2 separate regions of the Gasterosteus aculeatus genome follow, and region 1 is linked to region 2. A link is a contact called in public Hi-C data. All regions are on one chromosome and are shown on one strand. The core of a region is the stretch at or near the end of the contact, and the rest is flanking DNA. Distances in the headings are between cores, read along the strand shown.

Region 1 (6,935 bases), core at 3,344-5,843, 77 kb after region 2:
TGTATGAGCCCTTGTCTGAGATCCCAACCTGCTGAATACTCAACTCAAAACTAGGGCCCTTGGTGCGCCTCATGCCGATTCGCTCCCTGTGGCTCTGCACTATCTTCGGATCGAACGTCACTAGGGCATCCTGGTCTGAGCTCACAATGGTCTTCTTTTCTCCCTGCTGCTGCAGCAGCCAGGTGACAGAGTAGCATGAGGAAGCGGAGGTTTTGGAAACAACCGAGCATTTCATTTCTATGCCGGTGTTGACATTTACAGACATGGCAGCGGTGTTGGTCAGCACAAGTTTGCTCTCTATGAAAGGGCAAAAAATATGAGAAATAGAAGAGAAATAGAATGAACAATGCAGCTTTCATCCCAAATTGCTCCAAAAGGTGACATGCAGCTTCACAAATCTCGTCGGTACCTGGGTTCTGCACCTCAACGCCCAGATGGTTGGATGCAGGCAGCTTCCTGTGAATCTCCTCCAAGAAGACAGACACCAAACACGTGTAGTTTCCCGCCTCCTCGTGGCTTGCACCATTGATGAGCAGATAGTAAATGACTTCAGTCACTTTGTTCTCCACTTTCAGCTGGTAGCGTTGCTGGTTTACAGACCAGCTGATGGAACCATTGGCGTACAGCGTCAGGATGTCTATGGTTGAGGCGCCCTGCTGCCGGCTCCAGGTCAGTGTCATTGGTAGGCGCGACCCTCTGACCCGGCACATCAACTCCGGAGTTTGTCCTACAGTCACCGCGTTGTTGCGACTCATGAGATTCAGTTTAACAAAAGAATCTGTGTGAAAAAAAAAAGTAAATCAGTCAGTGGTGGCGATTGAGAATGCAGAAGTTCATGATCATACAATTCACACGTGAGTGTGCAGTTGAAAAAGAGGTTGTGGGTAAGCTACATTTTAAAACCATGGTAACACTTTTTTACGCTGAGACAATTTTATGCCCACAAAATAGGCCTATACCTTAAATAATTTGTTCGCCAATATATCTATGTTAGCAACATAAAACATAGAACTTAAAACGGTCTTAAGACAAGAAATTGCATTTGTCATTATTTTATGCAAATACTGCATATGCATTGAGGCTAGAGTCAATGATTTAGTACCATTACAACAAATGTCTAAAAAGGTCTGAACAGTTTCTATTTAAAGTTGTGAAATTTAACCGTGTAATATCTATTACACACGACGCAACAAACGTTTCATTTTCTCTTCAACTATACTGAAAGCTAAAAGTTTGCTTTTTACATCCATCCATCCATCCATCGTCAAACCGCTTATCCTGCACACAGGGTCGCAGGGGGGCTGGAGTCCATCCCAGCCAACTTCGGGCGATAGACAGGGTACATCCTGGATTGGTCGCCAGCCAATCGCAGGGCTACACAGAGACACACAACCATTCACACATCTACGGGCAATTTAAAGTCCCCAATTAACCTGATCCCCAGAGCATGTCTTTGGACTGTGGGAGGAAGCCGGAGAACCTGGAGAGAACCCACTCAGACACGGGGAGAACATGCAGACTCCACACAGAAAGGCCACTGGGTGGAATCGAACCCAGGACCTTCTTGCTGTGAGGCAACAGTGCTAACCACCACGCCACCGTGCCGCCCTTTGCTTTTTACAATCCAGAAATAATTTCCACATGATTGCACACGTGTCTTGAGTTCCTCATTAATTTGGTGTGAATCATTGGTCATCACAGACAGAAGGAGATATTTCTCACCTGCAGGAGTCACAGTCACAGTGGCACTCTGAGACTGGCTCTGGGTCTTGGTATTGATGTTCCATTCAGTCACAGCACACTGGTAGACCCCTGAATCTGAAGGCCTGACTTCATCAAGCTCCAAGGTGAAGGTGTTGGTGGCAGGACGCGTCGCGCTGACTTTGCGGCTCTTGAACTCCTCCGCCTTCTCCGCAACACCCGCCTGACTTAGACTGATGACACTGGCAAAGACGGCCGTGGTTGTTGATCTGCGTTGCCAGGTGACAGACAGCTGACCTTTGACCCCGAGCACTTCACAGCTGAGCTCCAGCCGGTAGCCTTCGTTAACACTCCCAGGGTTTCGCATTTTAACTGACAGCGCACTTTCTGCGATGAGACATGGCATGACAGATTAATGATAAGATAAAAAACTAAACTGATTCCTAAAGGTAAGAAGAGTTTGTGTGTGTGTGTGTGTGTGGACACATTTGCTGACTCACCTGGGGCTGAGATGCTGACCAGCTGGGAGTCGGAGTGCTGGACTGCTCGCTCAGTGAAGCCCCCATCCGGGCCTCGGTCCAGAAGCCTCGCTCTACACACATACTCCCCCCGGTCCTCGGTTCTGACAGACTGCAAGGTGAGGCAGTACTCTCCCTCCCCCTTCCGGGCTGCCCTCAGCTCTCCATCTCCCTCTCTCCTGCTGTACTCGGGCCCGACGGACAGAATGCCTGTCGGGCCAACGCGGGCCAACTCAATATTTCCCCTGAGCCAGGCTACAGAGAAGAACCTTTTCTGCAGGTTGTGGAAGTTTACGTGGCAGAACAGCGACAGCTCCTGCCCCTCCTGCAGAGTATCCGCCGGTGCCGAGATACGCACCGTCAGGGACGACATGTCTGGCAACACGTCTACTCACAGCGAGGGAAGAAAAAAAAAGAAAAGAAGCAAGACAGTGAGACACGGAGACATATGAATCCTGTCAGAGAAGCTTTGAAGAACAAAGCAGAACGCTTTGACTCATATCAATACGTGCTGTTTGATGGATCAAATCAGTTATATGAAAGATGTTTCCAACCTCTGGCTTTAACATTCAGGGTAGTTTCCTTCCCATCGCTTTGAGCGATAATGTACCAAGAGCGGTCGGGATCTTGGATCCACTGCTGAGCCTGGCAGTAGATCCGGCCTTGGTCGGAAGGCTCCAGGTGAGCTATGTTCAGCTTGTACGTGGCCTCTCCCAATTTATCTAACTTTATGACTCCAGCCTGGTGCCGGTCTTTAAACCTCGGGCCCGGGTTTAGTGTGAAATCTCTGTCCAGAGAGATGATGGGGTGAGCGCTGTCCTCGTCGTCTTTACGCAGGTACCAGGCAAGAGACAGGTGGGTGTGCTGGACGGTGTTGGTGGAGGCATGGCATGTCAAAGTGAAAGCGTCCCCCTCGTTATAGCTCAGTGGGGTGGAGGCAGGTGATGAAACACTGAGGGAGTTGTCAATCACTGTGGAACCACAACCAAAACAGAGACAGAGACATTCGATGTCATACATTTTTGTCGTCTTAAGATACAGCGATGCAATTGCATTGAAAAGTATGTCTTGAAGCTCAAAAACTCAAAAACGGTGACTTCTTACCTTTTAATGCTGTCTCGGCGCTGTAGGTTCCATCATAAACAACTTCTGAGTTGACTACAGTACAGTGGTATTCACCCTCATCACCTTTCCCGAGGCTTTGTATCTTAAACAAGACTGAGTTTGGAGTGACATGTGTCAGGGTGATCTCCTTGCTCCCCACACGCCTTGCGTACACGGTGTAGCTGAAGTTCGGGTCCCCCGTGCTGATGATGTTGATCTCATTTGGATTTGGCGGATTCACAAAACGGAATTGAAAGTTTTTTTTAGCGGTGTCACTGAAAAAACCACTCACATTGCAGGAGATGGAGAGCGGAGAGCCCACCACGCGATACAGAGGGCCAGCCTGAACTTGGGTGTTCACTCTGGCGTCTCCTGTGTGAAGCACAGACAAAAAAAAGAATGCTGAAGTCAGTTGAACATTGAACCTTGATGATTGAGACCTTTATCATATGGGTGCTGCAATCTGCTGTTTGTAGACATGGGAAGCTAAGAGAAAAACTCCTGCGCACTGTTGCGCATGAAAATATTTATTTGATCACGTCAGACTGACCGTTATTTTCAAGACTTCCTACTAGCACCTTTTACACAACAAGGTGTGCCCAGTCTTTAATGTTATGTAAATGCGAAGTATAAAAGCTTCACAGTCTTCAATAAGCTCTGCAAATTGTATGAAATGTGAACTTTTTACATTTGCATTTATTTGTCAAAAGCATCTATTTTTTAGTAATTTGTTTGCAGTTAAATTGTTTTTTCTGAAATGAAAATAACAACATAAGTGAATCATCAATTAGGAATAAATTAGTTAATTCACAGAAATTCCTAACATCATTACCAAAAACAAACAAATAGATACATGTTGCTTAAAATGTACATGGAAAAGTGGCTATGCTTATTTGTAAATAATTGTTGTTATTAAAAAATAGCAAGTTGAAGTTGGACATTACGCCCGGCGCACTACTAACCAGCTTGTCTCCACTAAATCTCCTTTTCAAAAATCCTTTCTTTTATATTTTTTTACTTAGGTTTTAACAAAATGAGTCCCACAATCCAATTGCAGCCATTCAGTTACTACTTACCGCAGCGCAGTAGTCCCAGACAGAGGAGTAAATGGGTCCTCACCCAGGATGGCAGGAAACGCTTCATCCTGAACCTGCCTCAGAACTAACAGTGTTCACACCATTGGACCCGAGAGCGGCCCTCAGCATATGCCCCTGTGTGCGAGAACCAGCCTCTGTCCCTGCAACGATATGTCGGTGGTTGAGGCTTCCTGTACACTAAGAGGAAGTCTGAAATGTTTCCTGCAGGCCTCACACGTTATTGCGTTATTGTATTTGTAGATTTATTGTCGCTTTGCCGCTTAAATGCATTGAAATGCAAATGTTCAAGAAAAAGCGTCAGGTCTTAGATCTATCTTAGATCAATCTTAGATTGATTGATTTACGTCAGGTTTAGGGTTTACAGTTATAGATGAGTTGATTGGAAAATCCACATTATTATGTGGATCATTATGGGTTCATGTAGGTCCGTGTGGTTAGACGGAAACGTAAAAATGCCGCCTTCTGTATGACAATTACATCTCTGACAAATAAAGAAAAGGAGGATTATGGCTTTCAGCCCAACGTTTAAAGAGCAAATAAGGTTGGACTCATCTCAATTACGCTTGTATGTTCCCAGTGGGGCTGTAGTGCCGCTTAGTGGAGAAGATGAAAGCATGCATGTCAGCTGTGTAGTTTCACATTTTAGCATCCATCCTGAGTCCATGAGTCACTGCTCTGCTTTGCGTGTCTGTTCATTGAGTTAATATTAAATACGGTGTTGATAACGGAGGAGTCCGCAGCACGAGAGACGTCAAGGAAAATACAGGTAGAGAACTAGTTCAATGAGGACAGAATGATTTATCAATTTGTTCTGCATACTCTTTTCGGCCTAAACAAAAGATGCATTATGTACTGACCAATAAGACCTTCCGATTTGTAAGAAAACCGTGCAAATATTTGTGCAGCAGGAATCTACAATACAATACATACATGTGATGGAACTGGCCTTTGTGTAACATAATCTAGGCCTTACAAAGCTATATGACTGTGCAAGTGGGTCACAAGTAGAAACCCCTCTGAAGGGTCAAAATCCCAAAAGATTGTAACCGATGAGACGAAGGGCTTTGCTCACGAGCACTTCAGCCACCAAGACAATCAAACAGAAAGGAGGTTGAAAGAAAATGTACAGACACAAAACAAAAGGTTCAAGGCTTTATGCCTATTTATTTACAGAATGATCTACCTGGTGTCTGTGTTCCAGAGAAAGGAGGGAAGTCTGGTTATTTAGGGGAAATTAACTCAGCACCAGAACAGGAACTGTCTAGAAACAAGCGTTGCTAAATATGTTTGCTCCTTGCAGAACAGGAACAGGAAGTATGTGTCGGCGAAAACCCGACCCACATCTCAAAGTGACACAACGGTTACGGGCTAAATCGCACAGGTCTTTTTAAGAGCCGTTAAAAGACCCGTTCTTGCCAATTTGCTGACGTAAAAAATGGGCGAATCCTTGGAGAGGACCACAGAGGGGCCCTTGATGCCTCTTGCAGAGGAACCCGGCCGAGACGAGGAGGGAAACAGCCCGACGCGCTCCAGCGAGTTACGCTGGGAAGATGAAGGTCTACCCATGGAGCTGCAGAGAGGGATGGAAACCCTACGAGTGAACAGGGAACTGACCGATGTGGTCCTGTGTGTTCAGGGACATGAGTTCCCTTGTCATCGAGCCGTACTCGCCGCCGCCAGTCAGTACTTCAGGTGAGATGGAGCCACAGTTGTCTCAAAACACTGTACTGGCAGTGCTGGTTTTTGACCCCCTTTTTCTCCTCCGGCAGGGCCATGTTTTGCAGCGGCCTGAGGGAGAGTCGTGAGAAGCATGTGGAAATAAAGGGCTTGGACAGTGGCACGATGAGCTTTCTCCTGGAGTACACCTACACCAGTCGAGCCCTCCTTACAAACTCAAATGTCCAGAGAATACTGGAGGCTGCCAGTCAGTTTCAGGTAAAACAACATCTACTATCAATAAAAGTTAAAGAAGATTAAGATTAATGTTCAGCATTGGAAAGTGAATGCCAGTAAAAGAAAAATATTGCCTCAAAAAGTGGATTGTTATTGCTTGATAGCAGCATTAACATCAAGTACACTTTAGATTCAAAATCTTTGTCGAAAGTAAAGCATTTGATGAGATTGTCAACATACCCTCGAGAGAAAGAAAAAACACTTTCCCTTTTAGCGTTTGACACATCCAACCCAATTTGTTGTCAAAGAGTTTTATCAGATGAGGAAGTCCGTCCAATTCTATGCAAGTGTGAACTCATACACGATCATGTGGTTCTCCGATGTCAGTGAAAACACAAGGAAGTGTTTATCTCACATAACATCAATAGAATACATCTAATATCTTCTTACTACGTGTCATTGATTCCCTTAGAAGGGGCACGCGGTTTAACACAAAGAGACGGTATCAGCAGTACAAAGAGTCTGCATGCAGACAGACAGGGTCTATTACAGTGATATCAGCTCGGCGACCCTGCGGGCAGTTTAGAACTACATTTCATATCTTACAATTGTTCCCCTCAGT
Region 2 (7,596 bases), core at 4,898-7,397:
AACGGGCCAGAGGCTTTAGTCAGAGGGCAGCCCCGCTGCAGCCCCCCAGCACCCGTTTCCTTCACCGCTGTGCCAAATGCCTCCAGGCAAATACTACAAGGCTGTGAACGTATCTTTTCCTACTGATTGTAATTATTACAATTTGCTTGTATAGATTTTACTCCGCATTGGGTCCTGGGTGGATTCGAGGAAATGAAAGCCCACACTGTGCCCTTACATGCACAATAGATCAAAGCCGGGCTTTTAACAGAACAGGGATGTCGCTCGGTCCGCCACTCTGTTCCAGACTTAAATATCCTGATAACTATGAAGACATGAATGAAACCATAGATGTTCATTTGGTTGATTCTTTGGATCCTCCTCTAGCACCACAAAAAGCATTCGATTGATTGCTTCGGTGTCTTGTACTGACATTCACGTATATGTACAATTTTTATGTAGCTTTGTCACCTTGTTCATTAAATGGTCATTTATTCCCACTAAAACAAATAAATACAACGAATGCTTGGAACAGTCCTCGGAGAATAGAGAGACTAACTGTGGGTCCCGGGGGAGCGTTAACCTCTGCATCAGTGTACTGCATCGTAGGCGGAGGCACACACATCGGAGTGTTTATCAATAATGGATAAACAGCATTCCAGTGCGTATCTCAGTTTGTGTGTTTGTTATGTGTGATGTTTTTGATCCATAATGCATGATGGGAGTATTTTTATTGTTTTCATGTCAGTAGGAGTCCCGTGTGTTTTGTGCTCTGCGTAAGCATTAGAAATCAACACCAAACGCGTTTCCCGATGAACAGTCTTAACTAAAAGGCCCATAATTCAACTATTGATTATTTTCCCGCCCTGCGTAACTCACACAGATCACACACCCCTTGAGATCACTGACTGCTGCTGGTACATCGAGGGCCAAATGCAGTTCCACACTTGCATGTACCTGCATCGGTGCAGGTGGTACATCGGTTTCTCGGCTTTATCTAAATCCCGTAGAGGCAAACCAGCGCGTTACTCAAGAGGCCACGTTGCAGTTTGTGCATTGAACAAGATTCCTCGCTGTTCTTGTTGACTCACACGGTGAGTCACACCACACCAAGCAACGTGGAATCATACGAAGGTGAATGCAACGAGCTCCACAGGCCTGCACAGGCCTCCACAGAGTAGCCCCCCCCCCCCGGCCACATGCTGTTCATGGTGTAGCTGCGCCTCCCTCATCGCCAGAACAGAACGCACCCTGATGATACGTACGGGTAGCTGACAACTTGTTTCCCCCACGCAAGCCCTTATGGTGTTCCCCCCCCTCCCCGTTATTGATATTGATATCAGAGTGAGAGCGGGAGACGACGTGTCCTGTCCTTTCACCGCTTCCTCTCTCAATGGCAATAAATCCTAATCTATTTGTCTGACGGCCGCCCTGCTGCTCTGGATCGTTAAGTACAGTCTGCCCACGCGTGCCCTCTGGCGTCTGCATCGCCATAGATTGGTCAGTTCAGGGGGGTTTCTTTTATCAAGTTTTGACTGAGCTGACTGACAAAAACATCAGCAGTATCAGTGTTCCCGCCATCAGCGGCGGCAGCATCGATACGTCTGCCGGTGCGGCGACTCTTTCAGTCAGGAATCGACCGAAAAGGGAAAACCTGCATGCGTCACACCCCAGAAAACTCCTCAAGCACACTTTTCTTCCAGTGGAGTCCGTTCTCCCTCCGTGGCACCCTGATTAATTGAATGCTAGGGCGCATTTGTTCTTGGCTTCATTGGGCATGCGTGCATCAATATGAGTTAACAGCAGTTCACGGGAGAAGGAGTCAGAAAGCAGTTCATGAATGCCTCGGACTGCTGCTTAATGCTGCAGAATTATGTCGGTATGTGTGTGTGTGTGTGTCGTAGAGAAAAAGCAGAGTGAGCAAAGTCCATCGGCATCGGGTGAGTTATGAGTGGCGAGATGTGATTTGCTGAGGCTGTCAAAAAAGTGCCAGGTTAACTTGCAGGAGGCCTTCTAAGCATTATTTATCGCTTGACATGCTGACCCGATCCTTTTCTCTCCCACACAATCACACGCGCCACGCAGACCAAACCGAACATGGGGAATAAATAAACCCTTGAGTTGAGGCGCTCAGAAGTCCAAATACACTGTAGATTCAATAAGCCTGCTGCCTGCTGGGAATTAACCTCCAGTTTATGGTTAAAGCAGAACTAGATGATTGGGGAGAGTGCTGAAAGTGATTTAAGGTTATTTTGAGAAAACCCGATCGATCTGTTGTTTTTAATCACGAATTTCAAAGTTGGTTTTCCAATTGATCCTTAAATACAAATGCAAAATGCATAAAGTTGGAAGGAAAAAATAAGATGCACTGAATGCGTTTTATTGAAATAGACTGAAATTAGCAAAGTGCCTTTTTAATGGCCACGATGGCAAATATTTGATAGAATAACAAATGAAAAAATGAACAAACCATGATCATATATAAAAATACATCACTGAAAATAAAGCACCGCTGGCTGAACTGAAAACACCACCACAAACTACGTTACACCGACGCCTAGTTCCCGCACACAGCCGATACATGCAGCCCTCTAAACGCAGCTTCCACACGGTCACTTTCGGAGGAATGTTGGGAGGCAGCTGTGGATATTTATACATCGTCACAACCCAACAAAAAACACCATTCAGAGTTCAACTTCACAGCCCCAATGACGGCGGCAGCGCTGTGCGCTTTTCATTATTTAGGTGTACAAGATTATGTAATTTCAAACACTGAGGCCTAAGCAGCTGTTCAGTGGCACCATTTCCCAACCTGCTTCTCTGGGAATGTTCAAGATTTATGTAAATGCAAACCATTCAGCCAATAAACACGCTCCTGATTTAGCTTTTATTATAAATAACTGAAATGATGTTCTTGTTAGCATTCACTGCCAACGCAAATGATAAGATATGCAACCGTTACCGTCGAATGACAGAAGAGCTTTCTATCGGCTCCATTAATTATTCCTTCTGATACTCGGGACAGAAAAATGCACAGAACGACTTCCCTGCAGTTTGGATAATACACATTTTCACTTGCGGTTGCATCACGTAAAATAGCAGGAGGCTGCACGCTGTGCAGCCTCCTGTTGCACAGCGTGCAAGTGTGTGGACTTTCTACAATAGAAAGTCCACACACTGAGCATTGTCACCTAATGAGGCAACATTTTGACCAAAGAAGACGCAAAGGACGACTCCACCTCTAATGACGACTTCACGACATACGATCAAACCTTTTTTTATCTCACACACTAACAATTTAATTGTCAAAAATGTGTATTTTACAGAATATAATAACGGTCTTTAGCATAGTTGCTGGGTTACGCACAGTGGATCACTTCTTGCCAAATTATTTTAAGCATCATGCGTAAGTGTAGCTGGAGTTGTCATTTTACATTTTTTTTATCCTCTGGATGCTCGACAAAGAAAGACAGATTGTGGAGACTTTGCCTCATTAGGAGCGGACGATACGAAGCGTGTGCCGCACTCGTCTTCGGTCTCCCCTTGAAGACACGTGTAAAACACACAGCTGATAATGAGTTTGACCAACAGCTAATTCACGGCCATTTGCTTTGAAGACCGAAATTTGCTGCACGTGCGCACCATTTCAAACTCCCCGTGGCTAAACGGCACCAGCCTTACTCAGCGGAGAAGTGGGAGGTCCACTCGAAATTGACAGGTTATCTTGAAAAACAGTGAAAGAAAGTCTCGGAAATTGGTGGTTTGTGTCATGATGTGGACATTTTTTTGTTGACATAAATCTGTTTAATGAAGTGCCGCATAAAAGCAAACATTAAAAAGACAAATATGAGCTATAATATTAAACACAATCTCCACAACAGCCATTCTTGAAACGGGTTACTTCACAGGTTTCAAAGGGCATCTGGAATCGGCAGTTAAATGTCGTAGATGACAGGGACCGGGCTTTTGTGTTGACTCTTGGCTCAGGAAGTCGGTGTGGAGGAGGGAGGGGGGGGGGGGGGGAGGGGGGGCACGGCTTTGTCACACATACACATTGCTGAAAGAGCTCAAAGTTTACAAAACATCAAAATTCCTCCTGCAGTATTGTCATGCAATATACATGTCGACACGATCATTGAGAGCTTTTATGTCCAGTCTGGCAGTGAACGGGTTAGGCCCGGGTTGGGTAGAGGACTTCACGCCTCTCCTGGCTCATATATTCCAGGAAAGGTGGCACAGATTTTCAAAACCGTCTGCCTCGCATCGGGGGAGCCGACGCCGTCAGCGACAATCCGTGATTAGAAAACGTAACAGTTCGCCTTCATCAAACGTCCCACCTCGGTCTTACATCACATTTCACTAAATAAACGTGACTCAAGCAAAAAGCATTAAGTGAATTAGTTTTTCGTGACTTGTCTGTTCAACTATTGTAACACATGTACAGCCACAGTAATTTGCATTATAGGTATAGATATACAGTGTTTTGACACTGACCAAACTTGACAATCTGGTATGAAATGCTACAGACTGCAATGCGCCGGACAAATCTAGCATTTCTACATCTATCACATCGCCAACACACAGGCTATTGACATAATCTGCTTGGTGCAGTTGCCTGGCAACACAAGCAGCAGAGTTCTTAGAGAATATCAAAGCATAAAGAATTGTTTTCAAAGCTAGGCAAAGTATTAAAAAAACAACAAAAAAACAATAAATAGAAAAGTCTTTAAAATAAACACAAGTCAAGTCAAATCTTTGCCCCCAGTCGTCATTTTGTCTTATGTGCAAGTTACATTTTTAAGTGTTTCACTACACATTAACTTACACATATACCTATCCAGTGTGGCTCTAAACAAATCAAAGTCCTTTTAAAATACAACTAGCATCTTCTGATGTCTTTAAGGACCAGACGTATGGGTCATACTGGGAGACCTAAAGAGATGTGCAGTAACTTTAATTCTAGTCAACAACCCCCTCGTGTAACACAAGCAGGACAATTCAATTGATTCAACATGGGGCCTTTTGGCCTTCAAGGTCCATAAACCCACAGCGGGAGATGCGCACACATATTTACAAACTCCTTCCAAACCAAAATCAGCTTTCCGACTCGCTTCAAAACTTCACACATCAGCTGCAGAAAGCGCATTGGAAATAAGGAGGTCCTGGCACTGAAAAAACCCAACATAAAATAAAAAGCACATATTTCCCCAGCAGGCTGTTCATTTACACCCCACCTTCAGAGACGTCCCTCCCTCTCTTTCTATCGCCGTCTCCTGTGGGAGGGGGAGGAGGGTAGAGAGGAAGAGTCTCTCACTAAGGCCGGAGTGCCTGGCAGTGTTTAAGTGGCGCAGGAGGACCGGTTCCTGTCTGCCAAGGCAAATTCATTGTGGAGGCAGGTGGGCCGACGCACACCCTCACTTAGGACACAGACTTGTGTGTGTCCTTGCTTTTGTCTCTATGCAGGCTGGCAACCAAGTCGTCGGCCACGGACGGAGTCAGTGGGCGCAGGGAATCACCATGGCAACCAACGAGGTGGGCCAGGCTGCGGCTGCTCCCGGATCAGTGCAGAGACTTTTCTCTCAGTGCCAGAGTCGATTATAGAGTTCCTTCTCTTATATGTTCTTCCCGGATCGGACAACGACCTCCGGTGCACCGTTTTCTTTCTCGCTTGAAAAATAGACACTTATTCAGAGTAATAAAAACAAAACGCAGCTATGAGTTTCACAGAAAACTAAAACGAGAGAGGCTGCTGATACTTGCTTGTCCTTCAATTTGCACCTGCAGAGTTAATCGTGCTAACATGGCACACCCATTCTAGTACACGCACATGCACGCACACACGCGCACACATACAAACACGCACGCACGCACACGCACGCACGCACAGACAACGTAAGACAGACAGCCACCTGGGTAGGGATTTTTAAACAGACTAATTCAACACATCAGTGAACGACAGTACGGTCTGAAGGTGGAGTCCAGATACGCTTCCTCACGTTGTGTTGGTTGGATCCTCGATGTGCGAGAGGCGCGGGGGGGTGAGGGTGGTGGAGGGAGGGGTGGGGGGGTGGGGGGGCTCCCTTAGTCGACCGAGCCGGGGTGCAGGCTGAGTGCGGGTGGGTCCAGACAAGTGGGGGAGTAACTGAGGTGAGGTTCTTTAATCCACAGGAGGGGGGCGCCGTTCTTGCCTTCTTGGCTCTTGCTGTTGTTGCGGCCCTTGTAGCGCACAAGCAGCACGGCGATGAGGAGGATGGCGAAGATGGGGAAGGGGTAGAAGAAGACAAAGTAGAAGAGGGAGTCGTTGGAGCACACCACTGACTGCAGGGTGGACACTGTCGGCAGAGCAAAGACCAGGGTTAGGGTTTCCACGGATGCAAAAGAGGTACTTGGCAAACTAAAGAATTTGTGTATTCATTTTTTCCCGACTCATTGAACACGCGGAACGCACGTCTTTCACATCCTACGGACACCGGTGAAGGAATCTGTTGGGCATCTTTGGATCAGAGCGCTACTTCTGACGCCATTATTCACTCGGCTTCAATGCTTAACAGTACCTAGTCATCTCTGGCTCGGCTTTTAAAACACATGCTGCAAGTGGGGAAGTCATATCATCTGAAGATGACTCAGAGTACCTGAGAGCTCCCTAATTAGCCCATAATATTCTCTAGTTATGTACACCGCAACGCAGAGGACCCATTAGGATTGAGCAGTATGACAATAACAGACAAAACATCCAAAGACGCAGCAGTTAATTACATCTCGTGCTGTCTTTGAAGCTCCCCGCTCTTAAATGGCCTGTTCAATATTAGAAAGACACTGTTCATTTCTCTCCTGCACTCAGACGAGCTTTAAGGATTTGGCCAGTCAAGGACTTACCTTGTTGAATTACATTGACGATGGTGAAGCCGGAGTTGTTGGTGGCAAGGCGGTACCATGCCTTGCGGGGGTTGAGTAGCCACTCCTCTACATGGCAGTAGTATCGGCCCGCGTCCGTCGGCCGGGCCCCTTGGATGGTCAGGCTGTACTGGTCGGAGGTCATCCTTTCGAACTGCAGGCGGGAGTTTGGCCCCGGCTCCTCCCTGGGGCTGCAGTTTCCGTTTCCGAACACGGCATCGTGGCCGATGGAGAACACGCACTCCCTCTCTTCGTCGCCGGGCCGTTCCCCATCCTCCTCCTCCTCCTCCTCCTCCTCGTCGGAGCGCTCCACGTACCAGGACACGGAGAAGCGGGAGTCTCGGGACGACTGGGAGGGAATGCTGCAGCCCAGCCGGATGGAGGAAGACTCTTCCACGGTCATGTTTGACTCCGATTCCTGCACCTGTAGTCGAATCTCTGCAAGACGGAGAAACAAAAGGGGAGGGGGATGTGAGGGAGGGGGGGGTTGTGTTTAGTATTTGTAGGTGGTCCAGCAGTATCGCACCAAATCCCAACGTCCAGTCTAATTTACATTAATTGAGACCTTTTGTGAGCTAAGACGGGTGGTTGATTAACGGATTAGGGAGACAATTAAAAATTCCGCGGCATCTATTTTGATGAGCAATTAATTTAATACTAATTATGGCAAATGCCAAACATTTAACAGGTCGAACTTCTCCAGTTGGAAGTTTTCCTGTTTGT

What was found. Hi-C and Micro-C count contacts between places; a contact is called where the count stands out from the background.
Region 1: a contact with region 2 is called in a Hi-C map of skeletal muscle, with 2.6 times the contacts expected there. The contact joins the promoter of LOC120834441 here to the enhancer-like site in region 2. A contact is called at or near these places in 5 of 6 Hi-C or Micro-C datasets (blood and trunk muscle, skeletal muscle, tail fin and 1 more).

The regions. Positions count from the first base shown.
Region 1 is chr16:9,237,078-9,244,012 of fGasAcu3.hap1.1, forward strand. LOC120834441 (immunoglobulin superfamily member 3) reads right to left here and starts at 4,594. Exons shown (of 9, transcript XM_040202429.2): 1 at 4,400-4,594; 2 at 3,324-3,695; 3 at 2,774-3,190; 4 at 2,202-2,606; 5 at 1,723-2,088; 6 at 410-778; 7 at 1-297. The coding sequence starts at 4,466. klhl6 (kelch-like family member 6) reads left to right here and starts at 5,668. Exons shown (of 7, transcript XM_040202438.2): 1 at 5,668-6,112; 2 at 6,190-6,355. The coding sequence starts at 5,856.
Region 2 is chr16:9,158,159-9,165,754 of fGasAcu3.hap1.1, forward strand. igsf3 (immunoglobulin superfamily, member 3) reads right to left here. Exons shown (of 9, transcript XM_040202437.2): 8 at 6,856-7,311; 9 at 3,761-6,311. The coding sequence ends at 6,061. Among protein-coding and RNA genes, the nearest start is that of rpe, 8.2 kb to the left of the region's middle. Within about 2 kb of position 6,148, at least 6 of the 9 cell types and tissues checked have open chromatin away from gene starts, as enhancers often do.